Linked DNA regions of Mus musculus: region 1 is linked to region 2. Evidence: chromatin contacts called from public HiChIP or PLAC-seq data. All regions are on one chromosome and are shown on one strand. The core of a region is the stretch at or near the end of the contact, and the rest is flanking DNA. Distances in the headings are between cores, read along the strand shown. Region 1 overlaps Frmd4a (FERM domain containing 4A). Region 2 holds the start of Prpf18 (pre-mRNA processing factor 18).

The links. HiChIP or PLAC-seq counts read pairs in DNA pulled down with a chosen protein or histone mark.
Region 1: a contact with region 2 is called in an H3K4me3 HiChIP or PLAC-seq map of bone marrow-derived macrophages, with 4 times the contacts expected there. The contact joins the enhancer-like site here to the promoter of Prpf18 in region 2. A contact is called at or near these places in 2 of 39 promoter capture datasets (embryonic stem cells and hippocampal neurons), 2 of 484 Hi-C or Micro-C datasets (muscle stem cells and nephron progenitors), 3 of 115 datasets of contacts at active chromatin or transcription factors (bone marrow-derived macrophages, embryonic stem cells and fibro-adipogenic progenitors) and 2 of 9 other capture datasets (adipose tissue and liver).

The regions. Positions count from the first base shown.
Region 1 is chr2:4,298,079-4,302,464 of GRCm38.p6, forward strand. The region is part of intron 1 of Frmd4a (FERM domain containing 4A); the gene reads left to right. Among named protein-coding and RNA genes, the nearest start is that of Gm39752, 53 kb to the left of the region's middle. RefSeq lists an enhancer at 1-3,378. Within about 2 kb of position 2,378, at least 106 of the 459 cell types and tissues checked have an H3K27ac peak or open chromatin away from gene starts, as enhancers often do. A contact at or near this core is called in adipose tissue, bone marrow-derived macrophages, muscle stem cells and 1 more, where this site is marked.
Region 2 is chr2:4,650,861-4,655,131 of GRCm38.p6, forward strand. Prpf18 (pre-mRNA processing factor 18) reads right to left here and starts at 1,275. Exons shown (of 10, transcript NM_026045.4): 1 at 1,056-1,275. The coding sequence starts at 1,121.

The DNA of each region.
Region 1 (4,386 bases), core at 1,128-3,627, 350 kb before region 2:
TCTCCTCCCCTCAAGTGGTCATATCAGTATGAGTGTCTGTCCCCTCCTGGGAAACATACCTGTGTTTTAATAATGAAAATAAGTAATGGATAATAACGCTGTAGATTCCGTAGGGAACCTGAAATGCAGGGTCTCAGAATTCCATGGATAGACTATCAGATACTTCTGGGCAAACTGACTACTCAGAACCGTGAGGTCATAAGGAAGAGCTGAACATTTATTCTCCAGGGGCTGGGGAGAGCTTCCTAAGTGGGAGGAAACTTTTCTACTTATAGAAAGCATGACCGTGCCCCCGCCACATTGGGGAGGGGGTGGAATGTGCTGGGCCTCAATGTGTGCGGAGTCTGGCTCAGGGTTATTTTGATTTCCATTAACATTCTCTTCTATACGTATTTAACCATAATTGAACACATGTGCTTCTGTTTTATTTGCACTCAGTTCATCAAAGTGTCCCTTACAAGTCTGAACTATACCACCAGAGCCTCTAGTTTTTCAGCGAAACCCCCACTAATACCCCTGGGAAACAGGAAGTTGCATTTACTGAAATATAAATAAATTCAGCTCCCAAGGGCTTTGCCGGGGCTGGGGTCACAGGAGAGGCAACCATGTACTGTATTCTCTCAGAACACAACCCTGGAAGAACAAAACCCTGTAACTCCGGACATATAAGTGTTTGCATCCATCCTTTGTTCAAAGCTGTGACACCTTCTAGTGTGATTGTGGAAAATCAAGAGACCCTACAGACTGGGGTGAATGTCTGAGTATCGGTGCAGATGTAGCCTCTGCTCTGGGGACAAATGACATGTAACCTGAAACCTCTCTCCAAAGATATCCAAGGGCTCCTTCTCTCGCAGCCTCTCCCCTCTCGCTCACCCTCTGCTCGCCCCAACCGCACACATGGAACCAATTATGAACAAAGCCTGATTGTTGTACACTCGGACTTTCCCACGTGGGCCCGCTGCTTTCTTTAACTGCCTCTTAGTGTGTGTCTGCGTGGGAGGACCCTGCCCACCGTTCGTTCCAGCCCAGCACCACAGCTTCCCAGTCCTCCAGGTCTCTCTGCTCTGATTCATTCCTTAACAGCATAAAACCTCTCTTCCCTTCCCGCCCACCCCCATTTCCTATTAGGTTTGTCTGAATAAACAGAACTTTCTTTTCCATCACTCTAAATAAACTGAGCTCAGGGGTTTGTGGAGAATAAAGAAAAGCTAGTTCCCAGCATGGGAGCAACATCAGGCTAAGCCTGGGATCCCCTCAGAGGAAGTGACCGTCACTTCATGAAAACCAGGGCAGACGTGTGTGTGTGTGTGTGTGTGTGTGTGTGTGTGTGTGTGTGTGTGTGTGTATGAGTGTGTATGAGTGTATGTGAATGTGAGTGTATGAGTATGTGTATGTATGAGTGTGTGTGTAGAACTTTTTTCTTTTCCTCAAGAGAAGCAAACAAAAATTCCATTACTTGTGACCTTTCTCTGCAATGGAAGTGAGCTGATTTGAGGAGGTGAATTGATAGGAATGGGGTGGGGGTGTTAACTGGCGATGTAGCCATTACAAATGCTATAGAATGTTAAAACTATAGCCTACTTGAACCACCTGTTGAAATGCCACCTTAATCAGAAAAGAATCGGCTGATGTGGCAGATGTGGATGAAGCTGCGCTTGAGTCTTCTCAAAGCTTTGTGAAACCACACGTGACTTAGTCCTGCTCGCTAGCAGGCATAAAAAGCGAATGTCCTAGAGCAAATGTGGCGTCTCAGCAGGTGAGGGCACTTGCCACCAAACCTGAAGATTTGTGTTTGGTCCCCCGGACTGACGGCTAGAAGGAGAAAACTGATTCCCGGGTATTGTCCTCTGACCGCACCACTACTGGGGAGTTCCCCAAGCCGACACCCCCATGCACACAGGCACACAAAATAAAAAAATAATGTAAAAAATTTAAACAAACAAACAAAAAACAACATTCTAAGCACATTTGCACAAGGTGGGGCACACACAACAACTTTGGTCTGATTCATCTGAACCATGCATACAAAGGTAGCAAAGACAGGTTTCTTTCTCCCACCACAACCCCCACCTCCCTTCCTGTGGACTGCATTCATATAATTAATTTGATGCGTACATTTATTTTCTGTTGGAGGCACTAGTGGGAAAAAACATTCGTGTCTGATGTTCAGTTTCATAGAGGTAATTTATGAATCCAAAGAGACCCTCAATCCTCCTGTGTATTGTTCCTAGTCTTCAAATATTTTTTAATGTTTAGAAGAGAATGAAATCAGAATGCAGGATTTTGAATTAATCTCTGCTGCAGATGTAGGGGAGATTCCACTTAGTCCTTTTAAGGGAAGCACGTGACCTACTGTACAGCCGAGGGGCTTGGGCATCACGTGGTGGGGTGAATAATGCGTCCGATACTCCCTTGATGAGACAACTGACCTGGTTGCCATCCGAAGCCCGGAGAAGCCAAGTTGACATTTCTGGATCATTCTCCTCACAAGCACCACGTACCCACTCCTGGGGCAGCAGGTCACGCTGAGCCAGAGCTGCAGGGACAGCTAGAAGGAAGCTGAAGGCGCTGCTTCACACAGCTGAAGTTGGAGAACTTGGGCTGTTTTCCTTTCTCCCCCATCCCCCACCTCCTGACCAACCACATCTTAATTCACTGGGCAGAAAACGCTTTCAGCGTTTAGATATTTGGGAAACCTCTCCAGAAGACCACAGTTTAGCTCTGAGAAGGACGCTAGCTAGTCTCTCTTTGCTACTAGCAACACACACACACACACACACACACACACACACACACACACACACACACACACACACGATCACTCCCAGCTCCACACCATGGTAGTTCAGACTGCCGTGACTCCAAACAGACCTCAGAGACTTCTGAAAATACCTTATGGATCTCTGAGAAGGCGCAGCGTGGAGAGGGTAAGCTACGTGGCTGTAGTCGGCTGTTTGTTTTCATTAAGCAGTTGCTACAGACTAGAGATGCTGGTTTACATTGTGCTACTGCTACTGATGTTGCTACTGATGTTTTTCCTGGGCAATAGGGGAACTTCCTGCGGCTGCAGATACGATTCTATTTTCTATATGGTGATGTTCTCTCTCTCTCTCTCTCTCCCTCTCCCTCTCCCTCTCCCTCTCCCTCTCCCTCTCCCTCTCCCTCTCCCTCTCCCTCTCCGTCTCTCTCTCTCTCTCTCTCTCTCTCTCTCTCTCTCTCTCTCTCTCTCTCTCTCTCTCTCTCTCTCTGAACAAATAAGGCTGAGAATTCTGAAATGGAAATGTCTGTCAGTTGCAGATGCCAGAGGAAAGATGAAATGGGAAGGTAGAGCCGTCTGTCCCCGTGGAGCTTGTTAAGAAGTGTGTCAGGGCTTAGAGCCGACTGCGCCTGTGCTCACTGAAACAGCACCCAGTTTCCTTTGCTGGGTGAAAAAGAAGGCAAAGGTGGTATGAAGGGGCTTAGGCAAGCTAGTGTCAGTTACCAAGCCGGTTTAAAGGACCCTGCTCATCCTTACTTGTTTTTGTTGTTGTTCTTTCAAAGATAGTGCTCTGCTTTGGGCTCTGTTCTTTCATAATCCTACCGATTTCGGCAGAAGTGACTGTTAATTTCCTGAAAGCATATGCCCTGCATGGTAGCCTCTGGCAGAGAAGAACCTATAAAGAAGTAATGATTTATTTCAACTGTAGGAAGGAATAGCCTTTTGAGGGTGGCTGTCGTTTATGCAAAGTGGGAGAGATGTCTGGAGGAGGTCGGCTCAACATGTGGGGATGCTGCTTACACCTCCATGGTTTATTCTGTGTGGCTTAGGCACCCCCAGATTCCCCGTTGGAATCACCACAAGCCCTTCCATGAGCCGGATGTCTGCATCCACGTGTTAGGATCAAGCACAGGCCAAACCCAGCCTATGAGTTAAGACCGATGAATATAACATGACCCAGCTCTGGGACAGGAACAAACCTTAATTCAAACGGCTTATTCTGGCTGGTCTACTTACTAGTTAAGGGCCTTTTAATTTAAAGAAAATCTAATTAAAGGTTTCGACATATGGGGACCGTCTAGAATATACAGGCAGAACTGAGTTGCTGGCTCTAATAGTTATAATTTTTTTCTATTTGAACTTTTTTTTTCAAAGGACATTGCCTATTCTGGTTGTACATAGGTAGGTCTTCAGTTCAGTTTGAGACATGTTCCTGTGCTCAGTACTATTCACCTGACCTAATGGGTAGTAAGTGCCTACTGTGTGCAGCACCTACTGTGTGCAACACCTACTGTGTGCTTACTTTTGCAGCTTTGGAGCACAGGAATAAAAGAGCCCACATGTTTATAGGTCGCTTCTCTTGTTTGTCTGTTTCTCTGCTTTGAAACACTGTCTCGCTCTGTGGAACT
Region 2 (4,271 bases), core at 25-2,524:
AACTAACCTAATTTAAAGTCCGGAGAACTAATAACTAGCCTAATTTAAGTTTGCAAGCAGTTTTAACACTTCACAAAAAAATATGTAAGTATCTAAAAAAAAAAAAGTCACACATGAATTACTTAAATTATCAAGAAGATGAGATTTAGAACCATACAGAAACCTCTCCACCAAAAAGACAGGCAACATAAACCGCGGGCAACAGTGCAGACTAGCCAGCCTCTGACATAGCTCATAGATGTGCAACATTTTGAATGACTTAGGCATGCATGTACTCTGTAACCCTGCGGTTCCAAAGGGATAGGGCTCAGAATCTGCTCAACCAATTCTGAGAAACAGCTCAAACACTCATCCCTAGGAGAATGGGTAACCAGATCTACTCAGACAACAGAATACAATTTCAGAAAATTAATACATACATACATACACACACACACACACACACACACATACATACACACACACAGCAAAGTAATACCCCGAACATTCTAATCAAACGAAGCTCCATATGAAAATGTACATCCTATTGATGTGACATTCTAGAGCAGGCAAAACTGAGGTATAAATAAGTTGCTTCGGTGGGTAATCCACGCAGGGACTGGAAAGTGGACATTGCTATTTTATCTCCTCATGGAGAATGGGTTACACAGGTGTTTGCACTTGTCAAAAGTCACTGACTAATAAACAAGATTTTTACACACACGCACACAAAGAGGAACAAACTCTGCACTCTATGGCGTGTGCCAGATCGCTTAGGAATAAAGCCGACTAACTCTGCAACATGCTTTGGAATTGACAATGACTAGTATGCTGTTTTATCACTCTGCCTGCGGCGGATACTGGTTAGGACAGCAAGCGCCGCCGAAGTGAGCCAGACTAGGCTTGACATCCATACTCTGCCCCTTGCTAAGCCCTGGGCCAGCAGCTTGCCCGGGACAGTGGCGGATCTGTCAGCCCCGTGCCCGCCCCAGACCCTCTCAGGACCATCACCCTCCCGCCAACACCGCAAGCACAGTCCACCACCCTCAAGCCCGAACCACAGCTCCGGGACTCACCACCAGCAGGTTCCTGTCCTCCACCAGCTGCCGCTTCCGCAGAATCTCGGATTTCAGGATGTCCATCTCGCTCCCAGGGTCTAAGTGTCTTCACTTTGACTCCCCAGCTCCTCGGCGGTAACCTCACCCGCCAGGGGAGGGGGAAGAGGACAAACCACGAAGCAACCAGAGCCCAATTATCGGAAAACAACAACTGCCGGAGCCGCTTCCGGCGGAAATCAGGATGAACGAAAGGAAGGTAGGGAGCGCCCCTCGGCGCGAACGCGGCCAAAACCGCTGAGTATTGTTGCCCCCTAGCGGAACCCTCCAGATACACACTTGTGATTTCAGTAACAGGTAGAAAAGAACAAAAGGCCGGGCAAAGGTAGCACAGGCCTTTAATCCCAGCACTTGGGAGGCAGAGGCAGGCAGATTTCTGAGTTGTCTCAAAAAAAAAAAAAAAACAACTGTTTGTCTCTTTAAATGGTTATTGTGCCCGATTGAACCAGCTTGTATACTCCTAAAGTTTGCTTCATAGTTCCTCAATTTACTTATTTGCCAAGAGTGCTAACATACTAGAGAATGAGAAATACATAAATAATACAAGTTTTAAAATGGCAGTGTTTATTAATTGCCTATTCAACACCCTGTAAATTTATTGTGTTTTCTGGTTATGCAATCAGCAATGAAGATTTTCAATGATGATTGGGAATATAATCATTCTTTCTTATAACCTAGCCCAAGAAAAAATATGTTGAAATTCTACTTTGATTTGTTTTTATTTTTATTGTGATTCAGGCACTCACTGTGTTGCCTGGGCAGGTCTCAAACTCTTGCTATCAAAGTAATCCTCCTGCCCCAACCGCAGAGTGGACCTCCATACTTGGCAGAGTTTTGGTTTTGTTTTGTTTTTTTTAATCTTAGAACCATTTATAACATATCTATTCTTGGTTCCATGCCATGAAAGCATCTTTGTTTTTAGTTGTCATAATTCAACAATATTTTATGTTACATTTTTCTATTCTAGAAGTAGTGAAATAACATTCAATTCAAACTCAAGTGTAGGTAAGATGGTTTATCAAAATAAAAACTGAAAGGATTGCTCATTAGAAAGTTTTATACTGGGGCTGGTGAGATGGCTCAGCGGTTAAGAGCACTGACTGCTCTTCTAAAGGTCCTGAGTTCAAATCCCAGCAACCACATGGTGGCTCACAACCATCTGTAATGAGATCTGATGCCCTCTTCTGGGGTGTCTGAAGACAACTACAGTGTACTTACATATAATAAATAAACAAATTTAAAAAAGAAAAGAAAGTTTTATACTGTGTGTGTGTGTCTGTGTGTGAAATAGGATATTTCATCTAAAAGATATCTGAGGACCAAAAAGATGGCTGAACAGCTAAAAATAGTTGCTGCCAAGACTGATGACCTGAGTGCAGTCCCTGGGAACCCACATGGTGGAAAGAAAAAGTAGATTCTCAAAGTCATCCTCTAACCACAACCACACCACCACATACACACACGTATACACACGCACGTTCACAACCACACCACCACATACACACACGTATACACACGCACGTTCACAACCACACCACCACATACACACACGTATACACACGCACGTTCACAACCACACCACCACATACACACACGTATACACACGCACGTTCACAACCACACCACCACATACACACACGTATACACACGCACGTTCACAACCACACCACCACATACACACACGTATACGCACACACGTTCACACATGCAACTGAAGAATAAATGACTAAATGTGGTAACTTTTTTAAAAAGTAAAAGATGCCTAACTTCTGTCCTTGGATGAAGCATGCTGACATTCTTATGTGAATAGTTGTTACCAGGGTCAAACCATTTACCCACATCCTTCTGATTTAGGAACTAGAGATGATGACCCCCAAACCTGAAGTGTTGGCATAGCTTATACAGTTCACAGAGAACCAGATGGGACACTATCAGGGTAAACTCAGAAAAGGCTATCTCCTCTTCAATTCCCATCTTTGACTTCTATGTTTATGCAAAGCGCATTAAATCATGATGAGGGTCTCAGATCAAAGAACGAAAAAGACGAATACCCGAGGGAGCAAATGGATGAGCAATTTAAACTACAGAAGAGGGGCACAGTGGGGAAGAGGACCAGCAGAGTTTAAAACAGATCAATCCTGCTATCCAGAAAATGTGTACACCATTTCATCACAAATATTATTTAAGAGTGAGATATTAGCTATAAATCAAAGGTCCTAAATTGAGGAATAGCTAAATTATAGGTCATACATACAACTGAATAGCACGAAACTACATTTGAAAAAAAATTCTCAACAATAGCAATGTTTATAATAGGCTTTCTTTTAAAAGTAAAATAATGAATGCATAAGTATAGCGTGCAAGGCCAACAAAGGGCTCAGTAGGTGGGTGCGCTTGTGCATGGGCCAAATGACCAGGCTCTGAACCCTAGAACGTGACAGAGGAGAACCTACTCTAGAGAGCCATGCTCTGACCACCACACACACACACACACACACACACACACACACACACACCATGGCACACACTTGCCCTTTCACAAACACACAAATAAATATCTTTAAATGTAAGTAAATACAGCAATAATATCTATTGTATAATTAAAACATAGAAACAAAGAACTTACTACAAGGAAATAGACCAAAATGAAGTTGTTAAATAGACACAGACCCACTGGTAAATATTAGTGTCTTCTTTAGCCCAGATTTTGATTCAAAGTCCATGATTTGGAAAAAAAATTCAGTTATCAGTCATTTCATATTTTATATCACTGAAACTTTTAATAGTCTAGACCTACTTATCTACTCTTGAAATTAAACATGATAAATCTTAAATGACTCCTATACAAGTGTAACGGTTTGTATATGCTTGGGAGTGGAACTATGAGAAGTTGTGACCCTGTTGGAGAAGGCATGGCCTTGTTGGAGTAGGTGTGTCACTGTGGGGGGGGGGTATAAGACCCTCACCCTAGCTGCCTGGAAGCCAGTCTTCTGGCAGCCTTCAGATGAAGATGTAGACCTCTCAGCTCTGCCTGCGCCACGCCTGCCTGGATGCTACCATGCTTGATGATAACGGACTGAACCTCTGAACCTGTAAGCCAGCCCCAGTGAAATGCTGTCCTTCATAAGAGTTGCCTTGGTCATGGTACCTGTTCACAGCAGTAAAACCCTAACTAAG